Linked DNA regions of Mus musculus: all the other regions are linked to region 2. The links are chromatin contacts, called in public HiChIP or PLAC-seq and promoter capture Hi-C maps. All regions are on one chromosome and are shown on one strand. The core of a region is the stretch at or near the end of the contact, and the rest is flanking DNA. Distances in the headings are between cores, read along the strand shown.

The links. HiChIP or PLAC-seq counts read pairs in DNA pulled down with a chosen protein or histone mark. Capture Hi-C pulls out chosen DNA fragments and counts their contacts.
Region 1: a contact with region 2 is called in an H3K27ac HiChIP or PLAC-seq map of acute myeloid leukemia, with 4 times the contacts expected there. The contact joins the enhancer-like site here to the promoter of Psmb8 in region 2. A contact is called at or near these places in 10 of 39 promoter capture datasets (3T3-L1-derived adipocytes, the C10 cell line, embryonic stem cells and 3 more), 1 of 484 Hi-C or Micro-C datasets (bone marrow-derived macrophages), 7 of 115 datasets of contacts at active chromatin or transcription factors (the 230-238 cell line, acute myeloid leukemia, bone marrow-derived macrophages and 3 more) and 4 of 9 other capture datasets (adipose tissue, liver, macrophages and 1 more).
Region 3: a contact with region 2 is called in a promoter capture Hi-C map of adipose tissue. The contact joins the promoter of Slc39a7 here to the promoter of Psmb8 in region 2. A contact is called at or near these places in 7 of 39 promoter capture datasets (embryonic stem cells, erythroid cells, macrophages and 1 more), 14 of 484 Hi-C or Micro-C datasets (B cells, CD4 T cells, CD8 T cells and 8 more), 19 of 115 datasets of contacts at active chromatin or transcription factors (the 230-238 cell line, CD8 T cells, the HPC-7 cell line and 11 more) and 4 of 9 other capture datasets (adipose tissue, liver, macrophages and 1 more).

What each region holds. Positions count from the first base shown.
Region 1 is chr17:34,056,129-34,060,396 of GRCm38.p6, reverse strand. Col11a2 (collagen, type XI, alpha 2) reads right to left here. Exons shown (of 65, transcript NM_001317722.1): 31 at 3,951-4,004; 32 at 3,808-3,852; 33 at 3,426-3,479; 34 at 3,248-3,292; 35 at 3,093-3,146; 36 at 2,944-2,997; 37 at 2,724-2,777; 38 at 2,240-2,347; 39 at 2,030-2,119; 40 at 1,788-1,841; 41 at 1,465-1,572; 42 at 1,225-1,332; 43 at 1,051-1,104; 44 at 874-927; 3 more. Among named protein-coding and RNA genes, the nearest start is that of Col11a2, 19 kb to the right of the region's middle. Within about 2 kb of position 2,991, at least 37 of the 459 cell types and tissues checked have an H3K27ac peak or open chromatin away from gene starts, as enhancers often do. A contact at or near this core is called in acute myeloid leukemia and bone marrow-derived macrophages, where this site is marked.
Region 2 is chr17:34,195,931-34,199,836 of GRCm38.p6, reverse strand. Psmb8 (proteasome (prosome, macropain) subunit, beta type 8 (large multifunctional peptidase 7)) reads right to left here and starts at 1,642. Exons shown (of 6, transcript NM_010724.2): 1 at 1,292-1,642; 2 at 457-604; 3 at 155-266. The coding sequence starts at 1,438. It overlaps Tap1 (transporter 1, ATP-binding cassette, sub-family B (MDR/TAP)), which reads right to left. Exons shown (of 11, transcript NM_013683.2): 11 at 2,612-3,269. The coding sequence ends at 3,063.
Region 3 is chr17:34,028,973-34,033,318 of GRCm38.p6, reverse strand. Slc39a7 (solute carrier family 39 (zinc transporter), member 7) reads left to right here and starts at 1,629. Exons shown (of 7, transcript NM_008202.2): 1 at 1,629-2,495; 2 at 2,585-2,753; 3 at 2,898-2,951; 4 at 3,065-3,229; 5 at 3,336-3,473; 6 at 3,613-3,809; 7 at 4,251-4,346. The coding sequence starts at 2,061. It overlaps Rxrb (retinoid X receptor beta), which reads right to left and starts at 1,507. Exons shown (of 10, transcript NM_011306.4): 1 at 1,096-1,507; 2 at 275-492. The coding sequence starts at 1,321.

The DNA.
Region 1 (4,268 bases), core at 1,742-4,241, 140 kb after region 2:
GGAAGAGGAAGGAAAGCCATTTTTAGGAGGTGCAGAGGCCTGGCTGAGAGCCCAGCAGGGAGGCAGGGTCCCAGCGCCGTGGGGCTCCTCTTGGTTTACAGTGTAGGGAAAAGGAGTCAGAGGACGGACGAATTGACTCACATCAGCACCATTGGGTCCAGCGGGGCCTCGAGGTCCTGGAGGGCCAGGGGGTCCCTGCGTGGGTGGGATATGAATGCATCAGGGTGGGGCAGGGAGGGAGAGGAGGGGCTAAGGATGAGCAAGGTGGGTGAACAGAGATGCAGGCAGAGGGCAGATGGCAGGGCTGCATGCACACCATGAGGTCAGCAGTGCAGCCTCATGCTGGGGACTGGCTGGGTGGCAGGGGAGGGGGAGGGGAGGAGGGGGTTGGACAGGAGAGGGTCACACTCACCATAGGCCCCCCGTCTCCTGTTTCTCCTTTCTCCCCAGAGGGTCCTGGCAGGCCCTGTGCAGGGACAGGAAGCACAGACGCAGGTGATCAGTCCTTGTCCCTCAGCCCCGCAGCAGTGGATGGACCCTCTGTGACTGGCAGGTGCTCCCAGGTCCACCCTGAGCCCACCTCTCAGGTCCTGTCCCCAATCCTGCTCACCTGTAGGCCGATGGGTCCCGGGGGTCCATTGAACCCTCTTGTTCCTTCATCACCTTTGGCTCCAAAGTGTCCCTGGGGTCCCCGAGCTCCAGGCTCACCATCAGCTCCCTGGAGCAGGACACAATGGTAGGTCATGGGTCAGCTGTCCTCCATCTATAAACCCACCCAGACTTGAGCACCAGGCACAAGGAAGTGTGGGAACCGAGGCAGGCTGGAGTCCAGGGTGTGAGGGTGGGGCTGTGTGGAAAGCCAGAGACACTCACCGCAGCTCCAGGTTGCCCCACAGGCCCGATGGGACCAGGAGGTCCAGGAGGGCCCTAGGAAGAAAGGCGAAATCAGAGATGCCAGGACAGGCAGGGGTAGGGTGTGGTGGTAAGGGCAACGAGGGAGGGATGAGGTTAAAGGCCAGGAGGCCAAGTGTCAGCGTCGTGGATACTTACATGTTCACCCTTGTTTCCTTTGGTTCCCTTCTGTCCAGGGTCTCCCACTTCACCCTGCAGGAGAAGGTAACGGGATGGATGAGAAAGGAGATATGCAAATTAATAGAGGTCAGAAGGTCAGCAGTCTCTAGTGGGGAGAAGACTGGACACATCTGTAGGTTCCGGTTCCCTCACCTTGTCTCCATCCTCTCCAGCCACGCCTGGGGGTCCTGCAGGACCAGGAAGCCCCACGGGGCCCTGCACCCCATCACGACCAGTGGGACCAATAGGGCCTTTCTCGCCCTGCACGAAACAAGGGAAGAGGTAATGGCTTGGACGTAGCTTCACCTTCAAGTCCCCCCCACCCCCCCAAAAACACCTTGGTAGCCATTACTCCTCAGGTCACAGCTCACAGCCTCCTGCCCCCAGGCTCACCGGTACGCCTTTCTCTCCTGCTGCTCCAGGGGGACCTTGTGGGCCTGGACGTCCCGGGGGACCAATGGGGCCCCCTGATCCTGCTGCACCTCGCTCGCCAGGAGAGCCCTGAGAGAGAGATGGAGTCAGACCCTCCAGGAAGGGGGACTCCAGGACCCCTGACCATAGATCTTGGGACAACAGAAAGTTGAATGCATCCTGACTTACCCCGAATTCCCTCTCATGTGTAGGCCCATGGTTCCTGCCACAACCTGCCCAGAATCCTCCCTCCCCAAACCCTTTCCTGGTTCCTGCCCACTGTCTCCCGGGAACTCCAGACTCACTGCAGGGCCAGGAGGGCCAGCTGGACCTTCATTTCCTTTCAAGCCGGGTCCACCCTATGAACCAGATTTAGGGTAAGTGGTGAGTGAGAAGGCAAGCCTTCACAGGCATGGGGCCCCAAAAGACATCCTGGGAAGTGTGGGCTTTGGGGAGATGTAGGCCCCCAAAGCGGGGTATAATATCAAGGGGACCAGGTGATGAGTGACCATATTCATAGGCTGTTAGCTTTGGGGGTCACACTCACAGCAGTGCCTGGAAGGCCTCGCTCTCCTGGGAAGCCTCTCAGACCAGCAGGACCATCCTTCCCTGGGGCCCCAGGAGGACCAGGGTCACCCTGAAATGAAAGGAGGGGTGTCAAGTCATAACTTGAGCAGAGATTCTGGCCCCTCAGAGCCACACTGGCCCATGCCTTGCAGCCCCCCTCCCCAGCTCCTCTCCACCAGCCCTCACTGACCTTGGTCCCTTCTTTCCCAGATGTTCCAGGCAATCCTTGCTCTCCAGGAGGTCCTGGGGGGCCAGAGTGACCTCTCTCTCCCATGGGACCACTTTCTCCAGCTGTTCCCTGGGAAAATCACAGTCTAAACTCAGCTCCATCTGCCCCGAGACCCCACTCTGCATCCCCCAAAGTGCCAATCGAGAGCCCAGTAGTTTGCCCAAAAGCCAAGGGGAAATTGTTGATGCTCTCCTGGCTGCCACTGGGGCTTCCCATCCCTGGTGTGGAGTGGCCACGCCACCTTGTGTCACAGCCAGGAAATGTCTCAAAGAGAGAGAGAGAGACAGATACAGAGACACAGAGAGACAGAGACACAGAGAGAGACACCTGGGAAAGAGCTGAAATTCGGGGTCTCTGCCCAGGCAAACAGGTGTCAGAGCTGAGTTACTGGGAGAGGAGGCCCGAACTCCAGTCTGGGGTGCATTCTCTCCTAGGGGAAACATACCTGAGGTCCCACCACTCCGGGCGGGCCTGGTGGGCCGGTCTTTCCTTGGAATCCCTGAGGGGAAAGCCAGAGTGACGTCACAGCCAGATAGGACAAGTGTGGGAGACAGTGGGGCAGGCCCCAAGTTCTAGGCTCCCAGAGGAAGCACAGCACCAAGGCGGCTGACTCAGCAAGATCCAAGCCCCCCCCCCCCCCACACACACACCCCTGGATCACTCACCACTTCTCCTCTCTGGCCGGGGTGTCCCGGCAGCCCATCCTTCCCTGCAGGGCCCTGGAAGGGAAGTTTGGGGTCAGAGAGACTCTTGACACAGAAGACGAATGAGGGAGAAGGAAGTGATGTGGGTCACAAGTTAACGGTCACCTTACCGGAGGGCCTTTGGGGCCAGGAAATCCATTGGGGCCTTGAGGTCCAGGAAGACCCTAGAGACAGAGATGGGATGAGTGGAAGACAGGTTCTGGAAAGAGGAACACATGTTTCTTCCCCAGGGAACACGGGAACAGAGCCTTTAAGCCACACTCACCCTCTCTCCGGGTGGCCCGTGGGGACCGTCACCACCTGATGTTCCCTGCGAGGGAGACAAAGTCAGGGAGTGATTCGGGTGTTTATCAGGCATCCCCAAGGAAGAGGCAGAGTGTGGAGGGGAGGGGTGTGGAGGCTCCGCATCAGGAGACAGATTCAACCTTGCAGAGTCCACTCACCTTAGCTCCAGATTTCCCAGTGGCACCTCGAGGTCCCCGCTGACCCCTTGGACCCTAGGTAGACAGAAGGCAGATGTCAGAAACATCCTTGAGTCTGGAGGAGCTCACCATGTCACTGAGGGTGATCTTGAACATCTGATCGTCTTGCTTCTACCTGATTCTACCTTGTCACACTCAACTGATGGAGTACTAGGGATGAACCCAGGGCTGTTCACACTGTGTGGGACTGGGGATGAACCCAGGGCTTGTTCACCCTGTGCAGGACTGGGGATGAACCCAGGGCTTGTTCACCCTGTGCAGGACACTACCAACTGAGCTACCATCCAGCCCACCTCTTAGATTTTGAGCCACTAGGTAACAGGTGTTAGCCCATAGCACTCACCGTGGGGCCCCGTTCTCCCCGAGGTCCTGATTTCCCAGACAGGCCCTGGTGGGAATAAAGTCAAGCAAGCATTATACAAGGCAAGACTCCCACAGTGGCCCCTCTGGTTCCTCCCTGTGCATCCTTCCCCCTCCCCCGCTTACCCGAGCTCCCTTCTCTCCACTGGCTCCAGGAAAACCAGGGAAACCCAGAGATCCCTGGACAGATTGGAGAAAGAAAGAGGGGTAAGGGGGGGAGGAGCCTGGGAAAGGCCAAAGCAGGGGTGGGGGGTGGGGTTGGGGGTGGAAGAGGCCATCAAGACAGCAATGGTGCTGGACCCTGCCAACAAACAGGTTGCCTTAGGAAGAGCCCTACCACCCACAGGCCTCTATTTCTCATCTATTCAATGGGAGTCAGTCAGCTAAAACCTCCCTAGGGAATCCCACCCATATATGGTTCCTGGGGTCAGAGGTCAAGGAAGA
Region 2 (3,906 bases), core at 393-2,892:
TATATATATATATATATATATATATATATATATATATATATATATATATCCCTTATGGTTGCTAAAATGGATCACCCGATGGGGGTGTAAGTGACCTGGGACATGGTGGGGACGGGGGAGGGGCTGAACAAATGAGATGATAAAACCGGCCTACCTGCACTCCTTGGCCAACAGCCTCTCCCAGTACTGGCAGTCGGCTGCACAACCAGACATGGTGCCAAGCAGGTAAGGGTTAATCTCGATCACTTTGTTCATCCTTAAGGAGCCTGGAAGAGTTTTGAGATCAAAGAAATGAGCCCACAGCTCCCCACCCACCCCTCACCCCCCATCCCACCCCCACCCTCAGTGTGCTATAATGCCAGCTCTGTCTGAACTTCGGCCCAGGCCTTCTGCTCTACTGAGGGAACAGCTCCACGAGTCGGACCATTGGAGCACACATGGAGCACACATACTCACTAATGTAACTCCCTGCAGTGGCCCTGGAGTCCACAGCCACGATGACGCCATGCTGGAACTTGAAGGCGAGTGTGGTTGTGCCGTGGGCCATCTCAATTTGAACATTCCTTTCCTGGTCACCACCAAAGGACCTCAGGAATGCGGTGGGCTAAGAGATGCAAGAGGCAGAGGGGCACCTCAGTGCTAGGAGGCTCCTGGCAGGGTGGCAGAGTGAGGAGGGGTCTGCAGACTCTAGATGTCAGTAGCTCCGAAGAAAGAAAAGCAGGATTTAAGCCCACCAGCTTTCTGCTTTCCAGCACGTGGGAACAAAGGTCATGGTAGGCGACTTCAAGGTGTTTCCTAATCCGTGGCTCCTTTGGTTCTCGAAAGCACATTTTAATAACTTGCTCTCATTTTACAGTAGAGGGGCTTGAGACCTAGGCCATCTAATGTGTCGTAGGACACACAGGGTGGGTTGCTGAGACCAAGTAAGGCCACCAAAGTTCATAGGTCTTCCAAGACAACTGTACAGCCCCTGTAGTAGTTAGCAGTGAGTCTGTGGAAGGCATGGTGGTCTGTGCACTGTGTCTTGGGATTGGCACCAACCATCTTCTCAGTCTCGCTGTCTCAACTCCGTGCGTGACTCTCTCTCCTTCTGTCCCTCCCCCACCCCTTTCTCCCGCCTTCCCATGCCTTAATCTCCACGTTGGTTCTTCAGGGCTAGCCTCGATGCTGCTCTCCTGGACGGCCCCTCCTGGCGTCCTCACCTCCTCAGACCCAGGCAGACACTCCTTCCTCTGTGCCACCCACCACCACCCACCTCCTGCATCTCTCCAGAACGCCCTACAGTCCTCACCTGCATTCCCCGGGGAAGTGCGAGCTCCGGAGCTTGCGCGGAGAAACTGTAGTGTCCCGGGTCCGAGCGACCCCCGCTTCCCGCATCCAGGGCAGCCCACTCGGGCCGCTGCCCCCGAGCGGCACCGCACAGATCCAGTAACGCCATGACCACTTGGCCCCGAAGATCCGTCGACTCTGCGACAAGGAAGTGAAAGCGAAAGCCACAGTACCAAGGGGAGGGAACCAGTCCCCCACCCCCATCCCCTGCCCTTTCCGAGTAGAGCCCAGTTAATGGGTGTCTGAACTAAAACAATGTGTTGGGGACGAGTTTTCCTGCTGCCACATCAGTGAAACCAGCTAGAGAATGGGCTGTGGGGTGGAAGAAGAGGTGCGCCTTCGGAGGCCGCCTAGCAGTGGGGTGCGTGAAGACCCACAGGCGGGGGACGGGGGGGGGCATCTTCTGGGAACAGCGGAGGACTGAATAGGGTCCTATCTCCTAAAGAGGTTGTCTAGAACGTTGGAACCTGAGAGGAGTATTGAGCAGATCCACCTAGGCGTGCGTCCTGGGGATGGGGGCAGCACTCAAATAAATGAGCATCATTTTATAGAAACTGGAAAATGCGATAAATGGATGCACAGGGGTCTTTAGGTCCTGGGACAACCAGGAAAAAACGGAGAAAGACGAACCAAGGAGAGGACTCAGTCGGGCCTTTTCATGTGTCCCTCCTAGGGCCCCTCTTGGTTCAACAGTCTCACTACCCTGAGCCACCCACGAGGACGCGCCCTTGCCCGGGGCTGCTCACGTCGCGCAAGTCAGGGCTGCGCGCTCCTTCCTTGAATCCTCAACCCCACCTCTTCTTTGCAACCTTTATGGACATTATCTGCCCAGGAACTGCTGACGTCACACACCGGGCCCTCCCTGAATGGAAGAGATTTACTGGCTAATCCTATCCATTTCATTGAGATTATCCCGGCGTGTGCCGCTGAGGAGAAGATGAAAGAATCTGAACGGGCGGGCGAGGTTATCCAGTCTGATTTTCTGGGGTCCCCACCCGCGGCGCTACCGCGCTTCCTCCAGCCTCAGCGAGGAAGAGAAGGACTCCAAGATGCAGTTGCTGCTGCCTTGGGGTGCGGAGAGGGAGGGGCTGCCGCCCGGTCCAGCTCAGCACTAGGAGTCCGTGGGTGAGCAGTAAAGAGAAATGAGAGCCCCAGGAAATAAAAGCTGATGGACCCAGAAGTAAAACAGAATTCTGAAGAAGAACGGGACACTGTCCTGGGGGGGGGGGGGGGGCTGACTAACTCAGCTAGGACTTTGCGGGAGCTAAGAAACGGGAGAAGCCACAGTACAAAACACCAGTTTTATTACAAATATCAAACACCCATAGAACACCCAAATGCCAGCCTATGCCTTTGGTTAATTGCAAGCTGCTTGTCCTTTCTCTCTGTACACTTTGGGCGTTTCTTCTCATTCTATCACAACGCCACATAAACCAGGTTTGTGTGTGCATGCTGTGATACAAGCTCAGCACCGGGAGGGTGGAGACCGGAGATTTAGCAGCTCAGTGTTGGTGTGAGGTACCTGAAACCCCGTCTAATAGGGAGCGGGTCGGGGAAACACATTCGTGGTAAATTCCGGGTATCTCCTAGAGTTTACATTTTCTCATGTAACAAGCACCTCCGCTCCTCAACTGTCTCCGTGGGTGTGGTAATATCTTTGCTCCCAGGTTCTCTGTCACACAGAGTAGAGGACAGGAGGGGGACAGCACGCAGTGTGCAGTCCAGAGGCCTTGTCAGTCTGCAGGAGCCGCAAGAGCCTCTACCATGGCCCGGTAGCACCCTCCTCTCTTCATGAGCTGCAGGTGGGTGCCCTGCTCGCCGACAGAGCCTTCTCTGAGAAAGAGGATGTGGTGGGCCTGCTCTGCCAGGCTGAGCTGCTGGGTGATAAGAAGAACCGTCCGAGAAGCCCGCTTGGGGCTCTCATACAGGAGCCGCTGGACCTGGAGAAACACACAGACATTACAGTTCAGGGGACCCCTGTGCTTCCAGGGCTGGGACACATTGTCGATATCCCTGGTCTGCAGCACCCCTCCAAACCTATGACTTGTTAAGATGTCCTCACAAGAGGGGGGTACAGAGAGAGAGAGAGCGGAAGCATGATGGGGGAGGGGACTGAACAGTCTCTCATCTCTACCCATAAGCTGGGAAATTTGAAAAGGAAATTATTCTTCTCCCATATATTACATCCCGACTGCTGTTCCCCCCTCCTCTCCTCCCAGTCCCTCCTACTCAACCCCCTACCTCTCCTCGATTGCCCTTCAGAAAAAAGCAGGCCTCCCAAGGACACCAACTGTCTTGGGAGATGGCATACTAAGTGAAGTAAGACTAGGGTCTCCTCGTCCAGCCTTAATATGTGGAAATTTTTTTACGTTCCAAAAAACATATATTAATTTATGCTTTGAGAATTTCATATATGAATATAATGAAATATAACCATACCACCTCCCGTTTCCCTCCTCTTCCCCCCCCCACCCACCCCACATGTCACCTTTCCTATGTCATACAAATTTTTAATAACCCACTAATAAGCTGAGAAAACATTTTGTAATTTGTTTTTATTTTATGTTCATTGACGTT
Region 3 (4,346 bases), core at 380-2,879, 170 kb after region 2:
GCAAAGCCACCGTGAGCTGAACAGGACATCAAAAATATTCCCTGCAGGCTTAGGGTTTGTTTTCAAAACAGAGCTGATGAAGCATGCACCCCCACAGACCACCCCCTTCAGGAAGAGCAAGGGGTCCGAGACCACAGGCTTGCTATGATTAGAGAACTAGAAAGATCAACGGGTTTTGGGGAAGTTCACCCAAAGATGGGGAGTGGGGGTGAGAAGTTGAGAACAAGGAACTGAAGGCACAGTGGCAATAAGCAGGCCACAACCTCTCTCTCACCTGAGGGCTGCTGACAGGCCCGGAGAATCCTGGGGGAGCCGGAGGGGGCAGACCAGGGGACCCCATGGAAGAACTGATGACTGGGAAGGGGGAGCCCAGTGGCGGGGGTGGCATTGGAGGTGGAGGTGCTGAAGGGGTAAGAGGTGGGCCAGGAGGAGAAGACGGACGGATCCCCTGAGAAAGGGGATTTGGGGAGGAGCTGTCTGGGCTTCGGGAATCTGAGAAGTGGGTACGTACAAGGCAGACACACACGGACAGGAGAGACAAGAAGAGAAAGTGAGCCTTTTGATCATCCAAATGGACACTTTAATTCTCCCTGACCCACCACAGCCCGCAACCCTGGAGTTCAGAAATACCAAGTGGCCAAACAACAATTTCACTTCTAATAGTCGTGAGAGGAGGCGGTTGACAAAAAGGGAGGCAGGTCAGGCGGGGCTACTGGGTCATCCCAAGCTGACCTCGGGAGGGGGGGCTGTGAAGCAGCACGTGGAGGTGTAGCAGCGAACCCCTCGTCCAACCCCAACTTAGAACATTCGGGGCAAAGAGTATGGCAGAAATACCCGGTCCCAGAGCGTAAGCTCAGCCTTCGAATGCCCAGAGTCCTCCAGCCCACGGGGAACGGTGTCCTTCCCACGCCCGAGACCGCGCACGCAGGCCCCGCCGCGGGCCCGAACCTGAAGGGCGGAAGCTCCCCCGCCGCGCCCCGCCCCGGGGGAGGGCGCTGGGCCTCGGGACGTCGAGGGCGCGTGTTTACAAACAAGGGGGCGGGAGCGCGGGGAGGGGGCGCGAGGGGCGCCGGCCCGGGCCCACGGGACACTCACCCCGCCCGCTGTCGCCCATCCCGTCCCGGCCAGCCTCCCCCGGCTCCGGCTCCAGGGCTTGCTGCTCTCCGGCCGCCGCCGCCGCCGCCGCGGGATCCAGCCAGGGCCGCCGCCGCCGCCACCGGGACGCGACCCCACAATGCATCTCTTTTCTCACCCCCACCGGCCCACACTGCCCCGCGGCATGCCGCGGCGGGAGGAAGGGCGGACGAGTGGCCCAAGACATGACGCCCGGGCCGAGGGCGGGGAAGCCGGAGAGGCGCCAGGGACGCGCAGGGGGGACAGCGGGGGACTCGGGGGCCGCGACGAAGCCGCGGAGGCGAGCAGGCCGCGGCCTGTGGCAGCGCGACTCAAGAGCCGCGCTCGGCTCGGCACTGAGATGACAGCACCGGCGCGGCCGCCATCTTTGTACAGACGGGAAGTCTCGCCTTGAGCTCCCGCCCCTTCGCCGAGGTGGAAACGGAGGAGGCGGTGCCCGCCAGCCCGCCGTCCCCTCGGATAACCCCCCAGCTCTGCGCATGCGTCCTGACGCCGTGGCCGCGCCGCCCTCGGGGCGCCGCCATGTTGGTAAAGGTATCGGGGCGCAGGCAAGAAAGGGAGCTTCCGGATCTCGCGGGAGCTCGAGGCGTGAGTGCCACGTCCCAGCAAACCGAGAACCGAGAGGATCCCGGAGCCGGTGAGAGGTCCCTGCTGCTCCCTTACGGCGCTTTCCAGGCCTTTACCCCAACCAGTGGGCCATAGAGACGCGGGCCCAGAGAGACCGTAAAGTTGCTGATCAAAGGCTAGAGCGGTGTCGGGGGTGGGGGGCTGCATCCAGGAAGGGTGTTGGGGATGAGGTGGACCGGCCTTGGGGACAATGTAAGAGCGGAGCAAGTAGTATAGAGGAAGGGCTTCAAGGGACGCGGATCCCGAATAGGTAGATTGAGAGTCAAGTCGAGTCGTCTCTTGTTCCTCCGGTCAGCGTGATGACCATGGGCCTGCGGGCCCCCCACTGGGTGGCTGTGGGACTGCTGACCTGGGCGGCTTTGGGGCTGCTGGTGGCCGGACACGAGGGTCATGGTGACCTGCACAAAGATGTGGAAGAGGACTTCCATGGCCACAGTCACGGGCACTCACATGAAGATTTCCACCATGGCCACAGCCACGGGCACTCGCATGAAGATTTCCACCATGGCCACGGCCACACTCATGAAAGCATCTGGCATGGGCATGCCCACAGCCACGACCATGGACACTCACGTGAGGAATTACACCATGGCCATAGCCATGGCCACTCCCACGATAGCCTCCACCACGGAGGACATGGACATGCCCATCGTGAACATAGCCATGGGACTTCTAGGGAGGCTGGGGCTCCAGGCATCAAACACCACCTGGACACTGTCACCCTCTGGGCCTACGTGAGTCGCCAGGGGATGTGGGGAAGAGGGACTGGTTCTTAATCGGTGGGAAGCTCCATCTTTGCCTTCTGATTGTGCTTCTCCACCAGGCACTGGGGGCCACAGTGCTGATCTCCGCAGCTCCGTTCTTCGTGCTGTTCCTCATCCCAGTAGAATCTAACTCTCCCAGGCACCGCTCTCTGCTCCAGATCCTGCTCAGTTTTGCTTCCGGGGGGCTCCTGGGTGATGCGTTCCTCCACCTCATCCCGCATGCCTTGGGTAAGTAACTTGTGGGCTCCGCCTCAAAGGCTTAAGCGGTTTTGTTCTTTCTCTTTAATGATCCCAGATTTTCCGGTTGTCTTCAAACACACATCCCCTGAGCCAGGCATTCCCTCATCAAGCCTTTTCTCCCACTTCCCGCAGAACCTCATTCTCACCACGCTCCAGAGCAGCCTGGACATGGACACTCCCACAGTGGTGAGAAAAACCAGGGACTGGTGTGCTGGGAAAGGGCAACCTCTCCATTCCCATGCTTCGCCTCTTACACTTGAGTCTGCGTCTCCCTTCATGCTTTACTGCCTCCGTTCCAGGCCAGGGCCCCATTCTCTCTGTGGGGCTGTGGGTTCTCAGTGGGATTGTCGCCTTCCTCGTGGTGGAGAAATTTGTGAGACACGTGAAAGGAGGACATGGACACAGTCACGGACACGGAGACAGGCATGCGCATGGAGACAGTCACACCCATGGAGATAGACATGGTGAGCCCGCGTTGCCTGCTCTGTAACACACTCAGGGTCACCCTGTGGAGCAGGACACATGCGAAAGCTCTGTTCCCCACTCTGATCAACTCCTGTTCTCCCTCAGAGTGTTCTTCAAAGGAAAAGCCCAGCACAGAGGAAGAGAAGGAAGTGGGCGGGTTGCGGAAAAGGAGAGGAGGAAACACTGGGCCCAGAGATGGCCCGGTGAAACCTCAGAGCCCTGAAGAAGAAAAAGCAGGCTCAGGTAAGGGATGAGCTGATGGGTTGGCTGTGGGTGTGTGGGTGACGGTGGGAGTCTAGGAAATGGGGGCGAGGGGGGGGCTGTATGTGAACCGGCTTGATGGACACCCTCAATCATTTTTGTCTTGTCTCTTTGCAAAAAGACCTGCGTGTGTCTGGGTACCTGAATCTGGCTGCTGACTTGGCACACAACTTCACAGACGGTCTGGCCATTGGTGCTTCCTTTCGTGGGGGCCGAGGGCTAGGGATCCTGACCACAATGACAGTCCTGCTGCACGAAGTGCCTCATGAGGTTGGGGATTTTGCCATCCTGGTCCAGTCTGGCTGCAGCAAGAAGCAGGTTGGTGCCGACTGCCCATCCTTGGTTCCTAACAAGCTACACTACAGTGAGCCGTTTAGAGTCAGGGAAAGTCGTGCCTTTACCTCTTGCTCTGTTTTACGCTGCAGTCCTCACCTGTGTATAGTTCTTTGATGGCTTAAGGTTCTCAGGAGATGTCTGTTCTAGTACTCCCTCCTCAACCTGGCTGTTTTGGGGGGCTGCGGGCCTTAGGTGTGGTCCTGAGGCAGAGTCATTGACTACGTATTAGCTATCGAGGGAGCCCCAGGCGACAGCTATCTGACTGCTTCCTGGAGCTGGTGTCTGGGACCCAGATTCCTGTCCTCGTGCTTGTGCAGCAAGCACTACCTGTGGGTCCTTCTCCCCAGACCCTCCTTTCCTTAACACTGCTCCCACCTAATTTTAGCTGTCGACAGTCATATCTTTCTCTTTTCTGCCCACCAGGCGATGCGTCTGCAACTCGTGACTGCAATTGGAGCATTGGCAGGCACTGCCTGTGCCCTTCTCACCGAGGGAGGGGCAGTGGACAGTGACGTGGCA